3 separate regions of the Sus scrofa genome follow, and regions 1 and 3 are each linked to region 2. Evidence: chromatin contacts called from public Hi-C and targeted proximity ligation data. All regions are on one chromosome and are shown on one strand. The core of a region is the stretch at or near the end of the contact, and the rest is flanking DNA. Distances in the headings are between cores, read along the strand shown. Region 1 has its middle 57 kb from the start of PABPC1. Region 2 has its middle 20 kb from the start of ZNF706. Region 3 overlaps PABPC1 (polyadenylate-binding protein 1).

Region 1 (3,740 bases), core at 599-3,098, 330 kb before region 2:
ATGGAAGTTCCCAGGCTAGGGGTCAACTCTGAGCTGCAGCTGGGGCCTATGCCACAGACATGGCAACATCAGATCTGAGCTGCTTCAGCAGCCTATACAGCAGCTTAGGGCAATGCCAATACTTAACCCACTGAGAGAGGCCACGGATTGAATCTGCATCTTCACAGAGGCAAACGTCAGATACTTAACCCACTGAGCCACAACAGGAACTCCTTCTTGCGGTACTTTTAGTTAAAGGTAATATATTACTGAAGATGCTCAACGGCACTAATTATTAGAGAAGTGCATATCGAAACTACAAAGAGGTACCAACTCACACCAATCAGAATGGCTACATCAAAAAGTCTACAAACAGAAAATGCTGAAGAGGGTGTGGAGAAAAAGGAACCCTCCTACACTGTTGGTGGGAATGTGAATTGGTACAACCACTATGCAGAACAGTTTGGAGACTTCCTTAAAATCTAAAAATAGGACTACTAAATGATCCAGTCATTTTACCCCTGGGCATATACCTGGAAAAGGCAAAAACCCTAATTTGAAAAGATACATGCACTTCAATGTTGCTAGCAGTACTATATACAGAAGCCAAGACCTGGAATCAACCTAAATGTTGATCAACAGATGAATGGATAAAGAAGATGTGGTACATATAGACAGTGAAATATTACTCAGCCATAAAAAAGAACAAAATAATGCCAGTTGGAACATGAATGGAAGTAGAGATTATCATACTAAGTGAAGAAGGTCAGACAGAGACAAATATATGATATCGCTTATAGGTAGAATTTAAAAACTTGATACAAATGGACTTGTTTATCAAACAGAAACAGACTCACAGACTTAGAAAACAAACATGGTTACCAAGAGGGAAAGGGCCAGGAGGGACAAATTACGAATTTGCAATTAACAGATACACATTATTATATATAAAATAGATAAACGACAAGGACATACTATATAGCACAAGGAAATATACTGAATATTTTGTAATAACCTCTAATGGAAAAGAATCTGAAAAAGAATATATGCATGTGTGCATGTGTACATATATGTGTGTGTATATATGCATATGTATAACCAAATCACTTTGCTATACAACTGAAACATTGTAAATTAACTATACTTAAATAATATTTTTAAAAAAGACAATGCTACTCTTACAAATGAAAAACCTATAACGTTTCTTCTCTTTCAAAGTAATTTAACCCAAAGTATCCCAATTTGGGTATGTACAAAACCCTCACAAAGCACAACTTTTTTTGGGGGGAGGGGGGCTACACCTGCAGCTTATGGAGGTTCCCAGGCTAGGGGTCTAACTGGAGCTGTAGCTGCTGACCTACACCACAGCAACTCAGGATCCAAGCTGCATCTGCGACCTACACCACAGCTCATGGCAATGCCGGATCCTTAACCCACCGAGTGTTGCCAGGGATCAAACCCATGTCCTCATGGATGCTAGTCGGGTTTACTAATCACTGAGCCACAACAGGAACTCCTCAAATCACAACTTTTAAAAAGTCACTTATTTGGAGAGGATGTGCCAGCCCCGCAGATATAATTTTCTGCCACTAGATGTCTCTGAGTCTTAAAGCAGCACAGTAATGAGGTTTTTGTCTATTTATACCCACAGATCACCTACCTCCCTGTTAGAGAGTTTCATAATCCTCTTATGTAATGCTGGGCTGTCAGCTACAGTTAATCATCAGTTGGGAAATGGGCAGCGGGGATCTCAAGGGCTCCATGCCCCCAACACCAGGCTGGAAGTGTTGAGAGAAAGGTCTGTTCCTGTGTGACCACACAGAACCCCACAACCCTGAAATGCGTCCCTGTGTTAGGCAGGGAAGGCTTGGACAGGGAGATCGGGCAGCGGAAACAAAGAGCTGCCTGGGGCGTATGACCAGATGGATGCGGAGACCAAATCCTCCTTTTTCTTTCAGTTTGGAACCAGCAGATGAGCTAGCGGGCTGACTGGTATCTCAGCCCTGCATGTCTCCCCTGCCTGCAGGCACATCTTAAAACTCTGACTCTCACTTCACACCTGCCCCCACCCACACACTCAGACCAGGGACCATACAGTCAGCAAAAGCCAGAGAAGGCTCTCCACACTCCCTAGCATGTCATCAGGCCCTGTCATCAGTCTCCTTTCTGTGGGTTTACATGGACGCGTCTGGTCAGCCTAGCCAGGGACTCCCACTGGGTGAGGACCACTCTTCTTCAACTTTGCAACCCCTACGCCCTACGCCCAAATCTTTTACATGGCAGGTATACAATGAGCATCTGTTGAAACCAAAGTGTGATTATGAAAGTGTGAGAAGACTAATGAAGTTATTCTTCACTGATGAATCTTAAAAAAATAGCTCGATGCCTCCAATAAGAAGAAGCCATCATTTTTTCTTTTTTTTAGGGTCGCATCCACGGCATATGGAAGTTCCCACTACAGCTGCTAGCCTACGCCACAGCCAGAGTAACATGGGATCCGAGCCACGTCTGTGACCTACATGACAGTTCATGGCCACACCCGATCCTTAACCCACTGAGTGAGGCCAGGGATTGAACCCTCATCCTCATGGATCCTAGTTGGGTTCGTTAACCGCTGAGCCATGAAGGGAACTCCAATAAGAAGTTATCATTGATGAATGCATCCCCCTCCCCTCCCATGGTTATTTGGAGGCTGACTTTAGCAGCTCCTTAAAGCCTAGCATTTCAGTGTGAGGGTTAAGGGTGTGAACTCTGGAGTAAGGTGGTGTGGGGTAAATCTTAGCTCCAGGATGTATTAGCTCTGTGACCTTGTGGCTGGAAACAGGGCTTCTGTAAATGGGGACAATAACAGCACTCATTTCATAGATTAGTTGTAAAGACTCAGTAGGTTAATACTCATAGCATCGTTAGCACAGCTCCTGGTACATAGCAACTGCTCAATAGTGGTTAAGAGCTAGTGGCCAAAGTGAGAATGGCTGCAGTTCAAATGCTTCTATAACTCAGGCAAGTTACCTAAACTCTCTAAGCGTCAGTTTCTTCATCTGTAAAGTGGGGATAATGCTGCTCACCTCAGAGAGTTGGCGTAGGGATAGGAAGCTAGCAGCCCACCTTAGCCGTGATTACCAGTACGTTTTAGGTGTTGAGTAAATAGCTTGTGGGTAGGTTGGCCAGGACATTGGGAATTGGTCATGACACTGACATTCACGATACTGCCAATCCCCTACCTTTTCTTAAACACCTAACTTGTGTGCCTATTTCTTATTTCACTTGGTTCATAAAATCCCTGAAACTAACACAACATTGTAAATCAACTATACTTCAATAAAAATTTGAAAATCAAAACAACTCTTCAGCTCACTTTAATCCAGAAGTTGGTGGCGATTCATGAAACATGTGGTTCCAATCTAGTCCCTCATCAAATTCGCACAGGAAAGCCAGGAATGGAGGCAGCTGGGCAGGAAGGAAAGGTCAGGAGTGACTTGTGAGCTTTATTGAAACCAGCAGTTCCTATACTTTTCCAGTTGGTGGGGCTGTTCAAGGCACTTTTAGTGATGCAACAAACGGTATGAATACTCATCCAGAAAGTTGCACATGCACACATTTTCATAGAGTTTATGTTGCCAGAGCTCCTCCAGGTCTTTGCTAAAAATGTCAACCCCCACCTGTAGCAGGAGTGTCTTTGCTCACAACTTGCCAACCCCTTCATTTAGCAGGAGTTAACATAAAGCTTTAACATAAATGTAGAGACAAGAAAGGAAGCT
Region 2 (3,698 bases), core at 1,037-3,536:
TTGATAAAGGCATGCCAGGTCTACTTTCTGTTTAGAAGATTTTTCAGCAAATTAAGTTTCCTTTCATCAGTAACCTGGGCAAAGGGTTTCTAATTTCTTCTCAGAAAAAATATCCAAAATTCCCTGCTACTCAACTCATCAGAAATTTATTTTTAAGAAATCATAATTAAGAAGTTCCCATTGTGGTTCGGTGGTAATGAACCCAGCTAGTATCCATGAGGAGTTGGGCTCAATCCATGGCCTTGTTCAGTGAGTTAAGGATCCAGCATTTCCCTGAGCTGCGGTGTAGGTCATAAACACGGCTCAGATCCAGTGTTGCTGTGATTGTGGTGTAGGCCGGCAGCTGTAGCTCCAATTCAACCCCTAGCCTGTAAACTTCCGTATGCTGTGGGTGTGTTCCACCCCCAAAAAGGCAAAAAATAAATCATGATTAAGAAATAATTACTTGAGTATATAATGCATTCATTCCATACGGATTTGTTAAAATCCAAATCGCATTCCTGAGGCAGAGAGTTGAATGTTTGGACATATTTTTCCCCTCTTATAATTTTTTTTTGAGTTCCACTCTATGTTATACCTTTAGCTTCCTTTGAGCAGCACTATAAGAAACAGCCTTATGAAACTCAGTTCGTGTTTACTATAAGCAAGTTACTGAAGATACAATCTATTGTATTAAATAGTTCTCCTCACTTATCTTGTAATTCAATCCTGGAAACATTTGGCCTTTTTCTTCTGAGCAACTGGTCCTTTTTTGTTTGTTTCTTATCTTTTAAACCCTATGACTCTTCTGACTGATTCTTTCTTGGTCACTAGGAAGCTTAGAAATTATGACATACCTACTGTGCAATAATTTTTGGTATATTCTACATTTTTGGTGTATATTGCCCAGGCTTCATTTTACAATGCCATCCTTGTTTTTCTCTAAATCTTCCTTTTTTAAAAAAATCTATTTTGCTCCTTTTGTATTTTGTAAACTTCCTCAAATAAATCCTGGACTAAGGTTAAAATACAAATTAGGCTGCTTTGGTATACTGTTTAAAGCACTGATTATTGAAAGAGAATGTGGCTAGTGACTTTCATATCTATATATATTTATGAGAAATTGGAAATGTTAGTAACAAAGGTGAATCATAAGAACAGATTAAATACCATTCCTTTATAATTAGGGTTATTAGAGATGCTAGGCATTTAATAATAGCAGCATTATTCACATTAGCCAAACTGTGGAAACAACCTAAGTGTACACCAACAGGTAAATGGATAAAAACTGTGGCACAGGAGTTCCCGTCGTGGCACAGTGGTTAACGAATCCGACTAGGAACCATGAGGTTGCGGGTTCGATCCCTGCCCTTGCTCGGTGGGTTGAGGATCTGGCATTGCCGTGAGCTGTGGTGTAGGTCGCAGATGCGGCTCAGATACCGTGTTGCTGTGGCTGTGGTGTAGGCCAGTGGCTACAGCTCCGACTAGACGCCTAGCCTGGGAACCTCCGTATGCCACAGGAGGGGCCCAAGAAAAGGCAAAAAAAAAAAAAAAAAAAAAAAAACCCCAAAAATAAAACAAAAACAAAAACCCCATGGCACATACATGATAAAATAGTATTCAGCCATAAAAAATGAAATTCTGATACCTGCTACAACATGGATGAACCTTGAAAACATTATGCTAAGTGAAAGGAGCCAGACACAAAAAGACAAGTAGCATATGATTCCACTTATATCCAATATCAAGAACAGACAAATTCATGGAAACAGAAAGTAGCAGTTACCATGGCTAGGAGAGGGGAATGGGAAGTTATTGCTTAATGTTTACAGAGTTTCTATTTGGAGTGATGAAAGAGTTTTGGAAAAAGATAGCAGTCATGGTTACACAACATTTTGACTCTACTTAAGGCCACTGAATTATACACTTAAAAGTGATTAAAATGGTAAACTTCATGTTATACCTATTTTACCACAGTCAAATATTTACAAACTAGATTAAATATCATTCTTTTTGTGATTAGGATAATTTGTGTTGCCAGTCTTTAAATGGGTTGTTAGTAGCTGCCATGCAGCTTTTCCACAAGGCATCCTAGAACTCAGGCCCCTAGTTGATCATTATAAAGAAGATCGTGTTTTATGAAAGGAACATTATACTTGAGAATTACATTTCAGAGAACTTAACCAAGGAAGCAGTATTGTGTAAACAGCAGAGAGGATCAGAAATATACCCCAAGAGCCAGGACACTATAGTAATCGTCACACACAAAAAGGTAGTAGAGAAGGGTGGCCTGACTCTGGACACTTGCCAAGGGCCCAGGGTGACCCTGGGCAATGTCTAATATGGTTCAGAAAAATGGCCTGCCCCAGGGGTCAGCATAGTGGGCAGGTAATGACAGACAGAGAAGCAGACAGGGCTACCTTACACACCTCTAGCCATGACAGGTAAAAGCAGACAAGAAGTGGACCCCTGGGAGGCTTACATAGGAGGGGCAAGTTCCCACCCCCTGGGAGAGGCGCAAGACAGGACCCCAATTCTAGGATGGAGTTAAGGGTGTATTCAGTTTCACAGATCAAGAACAGGGAAATAGGGTGTCTGGGAAAGCTATCAAAAGCCTTGACAATAATTATATCCTTCAATTATAAAACTTATTGATAAGGAATTTAATCCACCAAAGTAATTATTTAGCATAAAGATGTAACTATTAACACAAATATTTTTAGAACCAGCAGTGCTTAAAATAATAAAAACTTATGCTTTGAGTTCCCGTTGCGGCTCAGCGGTAATGAACCTAATATTCATGAGGACTGGGTTTGATCCCTGGCCTCGCTCAGTGGGTTAAGGATCTGGCATTGCTATGGCTGTGGTGTAGGCCAGCAGCTGCAGCTCAGATTCGACCCCTAGCCTGGGAACTTCCATGTGCCATGGGTGTGGCCCTAAAAAACAAATAAACAAGCAAACACTTATTATTAACTTATATGCCCAGCAGTAAGGATACCCATCCAGCAAAATAACCCTGTTCATTAAAAATGCTTTTGTGGAAGAATTTGCAAAGGCATGTAAATCTAGGACCAATCCTGTGGCATATGGAGGTTCCCAGGCTAGGGGTTGAATTGGAGCCTTAGCCGCCGGCCTACACCACAGTCACAGCAATGCAGGATCTGAGCCTGCGTCTGTGAACTAGACCACAGCTCACAGCAACACCGGGTCCTTAACCCACTGAGCAAGGCCAGGGGTCGAACCCGCAACCTCATGGTTTCTAGTCAGATTCGTTAAGCACTGCACCACCAAGGGAGCTCCAAGACACTTCCATTTTTATATGTACTATAACTATTCCTTGGTTAGATCTCTAAGTACTCCACCGAACAAATCAAAGTAGATTACATGGCCAGCATTTCATATCTGAAGCTATCTATGTTACTCACCTTCTTTTTGCTGCAAAGTAAGCTCATGGGATAAGAAGGGTCTTTCTTTCACTCATTTCATCTAAAAATGTCAAAGTATTTTATGACCTTTGTGTAGTTCACAAAAGAACAATTTTTAAAATTTTTGCATAAATGTGGAGGCAAAAGACTGGATTAAAAAGTTTGCTTCTGTGAGTTCCCTTCGTGGCTCATCGGAAAAGAATCTGACTAATAACCATGAGGACGAAGATTCTCGATCCCTGGCCTCACTCAGTGGGCTAAGGATCCAGAGTTGCTGTGAGCTGTGGTGTAGGT
Region 3 (3,738 bases), core at 653-3,152, 460 kb before region 2:
AGCACAAGATCCCCAAATTAACTTTATTCTAAGTCCCTGTGGCTCCCCCAGGCGACTGGGCCAGTAGCAGGAACAGGCCTCGGGCCTGTGAGGTTACAGGGTTCAACACGTGGTATTTTTCGAGCACCGAAAGGCACTTCCTCCCGGTCCTGGGGCGCCGGCAAGAACCTGGGGTGGAAGGAGCGCCTCCACCTATTGCCGGAGAAGGGGGCTCGACGCTCGACGCCCCAGAATCCCGCAGCTACTGGCGGGAGTGCCTTGGAAGAGTCCAATCTCACCCACTCTCCCGGCGCGTCATCACCCTAAACTTTGAGCCGCTGAGGCCGAGAAAATGGTCGCAGAGGAGGAAGTGCCAGGCACGCGAGGGGCGTGAGGCTACTGGCGGCACGGGTCCCGGAGGACACGGGGAACCGGGGTCCCGGCGCCCGAACCTCGCCCCACTGGCCCTGTGTGTGGGGGGGTGACATGCCCTCCCGCTCCCTCCCCCCGGGCCCGCCGGCCTAGCCCGCCCGCCGCCGCCGCCACCACCACCGCCTGAGCCTCATGGCCGCTCGCCCGCCCGGCCCGCATCTCACCGTCCGCCGGCTGCTGGAAGTTCACATACGCGTAGCCCAAGGAGCGGCGGGTGATCATGTCCCTGCAGACCCGGATGGAGAGGATGGGCCCGGCCGGGCTGAACTTCTCGTAGAGCATCGCCTCGGTCACGTCGGGGTGTAGGTCCCCCACGTAGAGCGAGGCCATGGGGTAGCTGGGGGCGCTGGGGTTCATCTTGGCACGGCTGCCCGCAGGGCCACAGGCCGCGACCTTTCCGTGAGAGGAGAGCGAGTGCTGGGGCCGGGGGGCCGGAGCCGGGGGGAGGGGAGCGGGGGCAAGCGCAGAGGGACAAAAATCAACCGGAATCGAAAACTACTCAACGGCCGCAGAACGGAGTCGATCCGCTTGCCGCTGGCTGCTGGCTGCCGGCAGGGGAGAGAGGGTGGCGGTGTCGGGTCCGGGCAGCGGGAAGGCCTCGGTCTCTTGGTTCCTTCTTGGAGCTGCTGCGGGGCCGCGGGCGGGCGGGTCGGTCTCGGCTGCTTCACCGGGTTATTTTATAAAAGAGGAAGAAAAAAAAATAAAAGTCTCCGGCGGGGGAGACGCGGATTTTTTGTAAATTTTTTTTGGGTTTTTTAAAAGATTTTTTTAGATTTTTTTTGGATTTTTTTAATAATAAATGTGTGTTCCGAGCCCGGAGCACACACTCCGCACTCTCAGCACTAACCGCCGGGGAGAAGGGGAAGCACCGCCTCCTGCACCCTCTACTTATACCCCCCGCCGCACTCGCCCCGCCCCCGCGCGTCTGACGCTAGGGCCCTACGCGAACGTCAGCGCCGGAGGAGGAGGAGAAAAGGGGGCAAGGAGGAGGAGGGAAAAGAAAAAAAGGAGGAGGAAAGAGCCGAGAGGAAGGGAGAGGTGGCGGCGGTGGCTGCTGCGGGCGTGGGGGTGGGGCTGGGGCGGAGGGGCGGGGCTTCTGCGCACGCGCCGCGGCCGGGGGAGGCGGAGCCTGTGCTGCGTAGCGCCTGTGGGGGAGGGGAGGGCCGGCTCGCGGGCTGCACTTGGAGGAGGTGGGTGGGACGGCCCCTCCTCCCACACACCCCGCCCCACCTCCACCCGGGAGAAGCGTTAACCCGTCACCGCGGCTGTGGGCGGCACGCGGGGCTTCCGGGTTCCCGGGCGCTAACTACCCCCCACGTGCACGGCCACCCGGGCCTCTTCCCGCCGCAGCCAACCCTGTTCCATTCGCCCACGCCCCCAAGGGATGCCGGGCACGAGTGGATGGGCGTGATCCCTTCCAGGCCCGGTTTCCCAAACGTGGGGGAAAGGAGCCAGGGCTGGCTCCTCCGTTCTCCTACCGGACCGCACTACGAGTCCCAGCGGGCAGTGCCGCCGCGCGCCTCGACCGCAGAAGCGGTGCTTGCTGGGAGCTGAAGTCCCCAACGGCCGCAGCGCTCGCTGACCCCAACTGGCCGCGGGTCCTGGCTGCCAGCTCGGGGACCTCCAACCGTCCGGTCCCTGGGCCCCAGTGGCGGCCCCGCGGTGCTTCCAGTAGAGGAGGAGAGAGGGGAGGGGCCCTCAGACTCCAGATCCTCTCGCTTCCGAGCCCTAGACTCTCCTCGTTCTGCCCGAAGGAGCTGTCGTTGGTCGAAGTGATTTTAATTTGGGGAAACTATTTTGGGGGCTTTGTCCACTTGCCTTTTTAAGGCATCGTGATCACTATTCACTTAGGTGGTAGACTGGAATCACTGATACGTGCCGTTTCTGCCAGAAATTTCTTTGAGGTAGAAAAAAGGTCTCGAGAAAAATTAATGTTTTTCTTTAAAGTATGAACATCAGTCATGCGTGACAGCACAGACCTGCAACCAAGCAAAATTAGTACTAGTCAAAACGCAGTATTAAAAATGTTTAAAACAATTTCGTAGTTAGTTATGGGCTTTAATAGGAATGCTAAACGTAATGAGTTGATAGCCATAAAAAATACTAGTTAATAGGAATGATGTTAAGTCAACATACAGATCCCACTTTAAAATAGTAATGCACTTTACAGATTTTAAAGCACTTGCAAAAACATCCTATCATTTGTTCCCTACAGCAATATTGTGTGGGAGGTGGAGCAAGGAGTAATTATTTTACTGTTAAAGGAATGGTCTCAAGTTAAATGCCCAATTCATTCTTCAATGCATGCCAGATACATTGCCAGGTGTGGACTGGGTACTTTATTCTCATTTAATTAAAATGTAAACTTGCAGAATCCCCCATAAGTGCTAGTCTGTCCCCAACTGGTAGGAAGAGTATAATATTTTGGAAAATACGTTGCTTTATGTGCCTTAGTATGCAAAAGAGCAAAACTGAGGACTATGCATTAAGAAGACATATCTACTACTAATGATAAATCACCATTCAATCTATTAGAACTCTGTGGTTAACAGCCGTCCATATATTTATTGAATACTTAGCAAGTGTATCTGTAGGGAAGGAAAACAGATGAAAGACACAAATACTTGTCTTCAAGAAGCTTCTAATGAGCTCTCTGGTAATCATATAAATATCAGCATTAGTCAGTACAATTAACAGCCAAGCCTAGCGTTTTATCTGGCTCTGACAATTTTCTATTAGATACTAAATTAGTTTTCTTAAAAAGAATGATGGAAATGCCATTATTGTACTTCAAAGAAAACATAATTTCCTTTTATTTAGTATTTTCCTTAAATTACTGAACAGAGACAATATGAAACACCAAACAGGGATAAAAGAAGAGGTGCACTCATTAAAAGCAGGGTGAAGGGAGAGCATCCCCCAACAACTTGCAAATTAGGTTACACCAAGGGTGAAAATTACCAAAACCCATTCATAATCACTCAGATCATCTATCCAGGAGCTTCAACATATTCCTCTGGTAGAGAAAGACGAGGGAGAAGTTTCTGGTGGACCTCACTAAACATTGTAAATAACAAAGGTTAAAAAAAAAAAGTCTTCTTGGGGTCTAGAAATTTTGTCAGAGGACAAGAGTTTGGCAAGCACTCTTCACAGTGGGTTTGGGAACTTCAGTCACTAGAACGGGCTTAACCTCAGGTTTCACTAGAGCCTGGATTAAGTAACTCTCAAAAGACTTCTCTTTGTTATAATCCATTTTGAACAAGCAACCTCCCAATTGCTAAATCCAATTAATAGTCAAGCCTCCAGGGCCTCTTGACAAAACAGGTT

What was found. Hi-C and Micro-C count contacts between places; a contact is called where the count stands out from the background.
Region 1: a Hi-C map of mesenteric adipose tissue shows a contact between it and region 2, with 2.7 times the contacts expected there. A contact is called at or near these places in 14 of 47 Hi-C or Micro-C datasets (alveolar macrophages, embryonic fibroblasts, fetal heart ventricle and 8 more) and 1 of 2 datasets of targeted methods (alveolar macrophages).
Region 3: a targeted proximity ligation map of alveolar macrophages shows a contact between it and region 2. A contact is called at or near these places in 1 of 47 Hi-C or Micro-C datasets (embryonic fibroblasts) and 1 of 2 datasets of targeted methods (alveolar macrophages).

What each region holds. Positions count from the first base shown.
Region 1 is chr4:36,078,994-36,082,733 of Sscrofa11.1, reverse strand. No RefSeq gene overlaps it. Among named protein-coding and RNA genes, the nearest start is that of PABPC1, 57 kb to the left of the region's middle.
Region 2 is chr4:35,746,694-35,750,391 of Sscrofa11.1, reverse strand. No RefSeq gene overlaps it. Among named protein-coding and RNA genes, the nearest start is that of ZNF706, 20 kb to the left of the region's middle.
Region 3 is chr4:36,206,700-36,210,437 of Sscrofa11.1, reverse strand. It overlaps PABPC1 (polyadenylate-binding protein 1), which reads right to left. Exons shown (of 16, transcript XM_001927747.4): 2 at 576-2,390. The coding sequence starts at 768. Among named protein-coding and RNA genes, the nearest start is that of PABPC1, 71 kb to the right of the region's middle.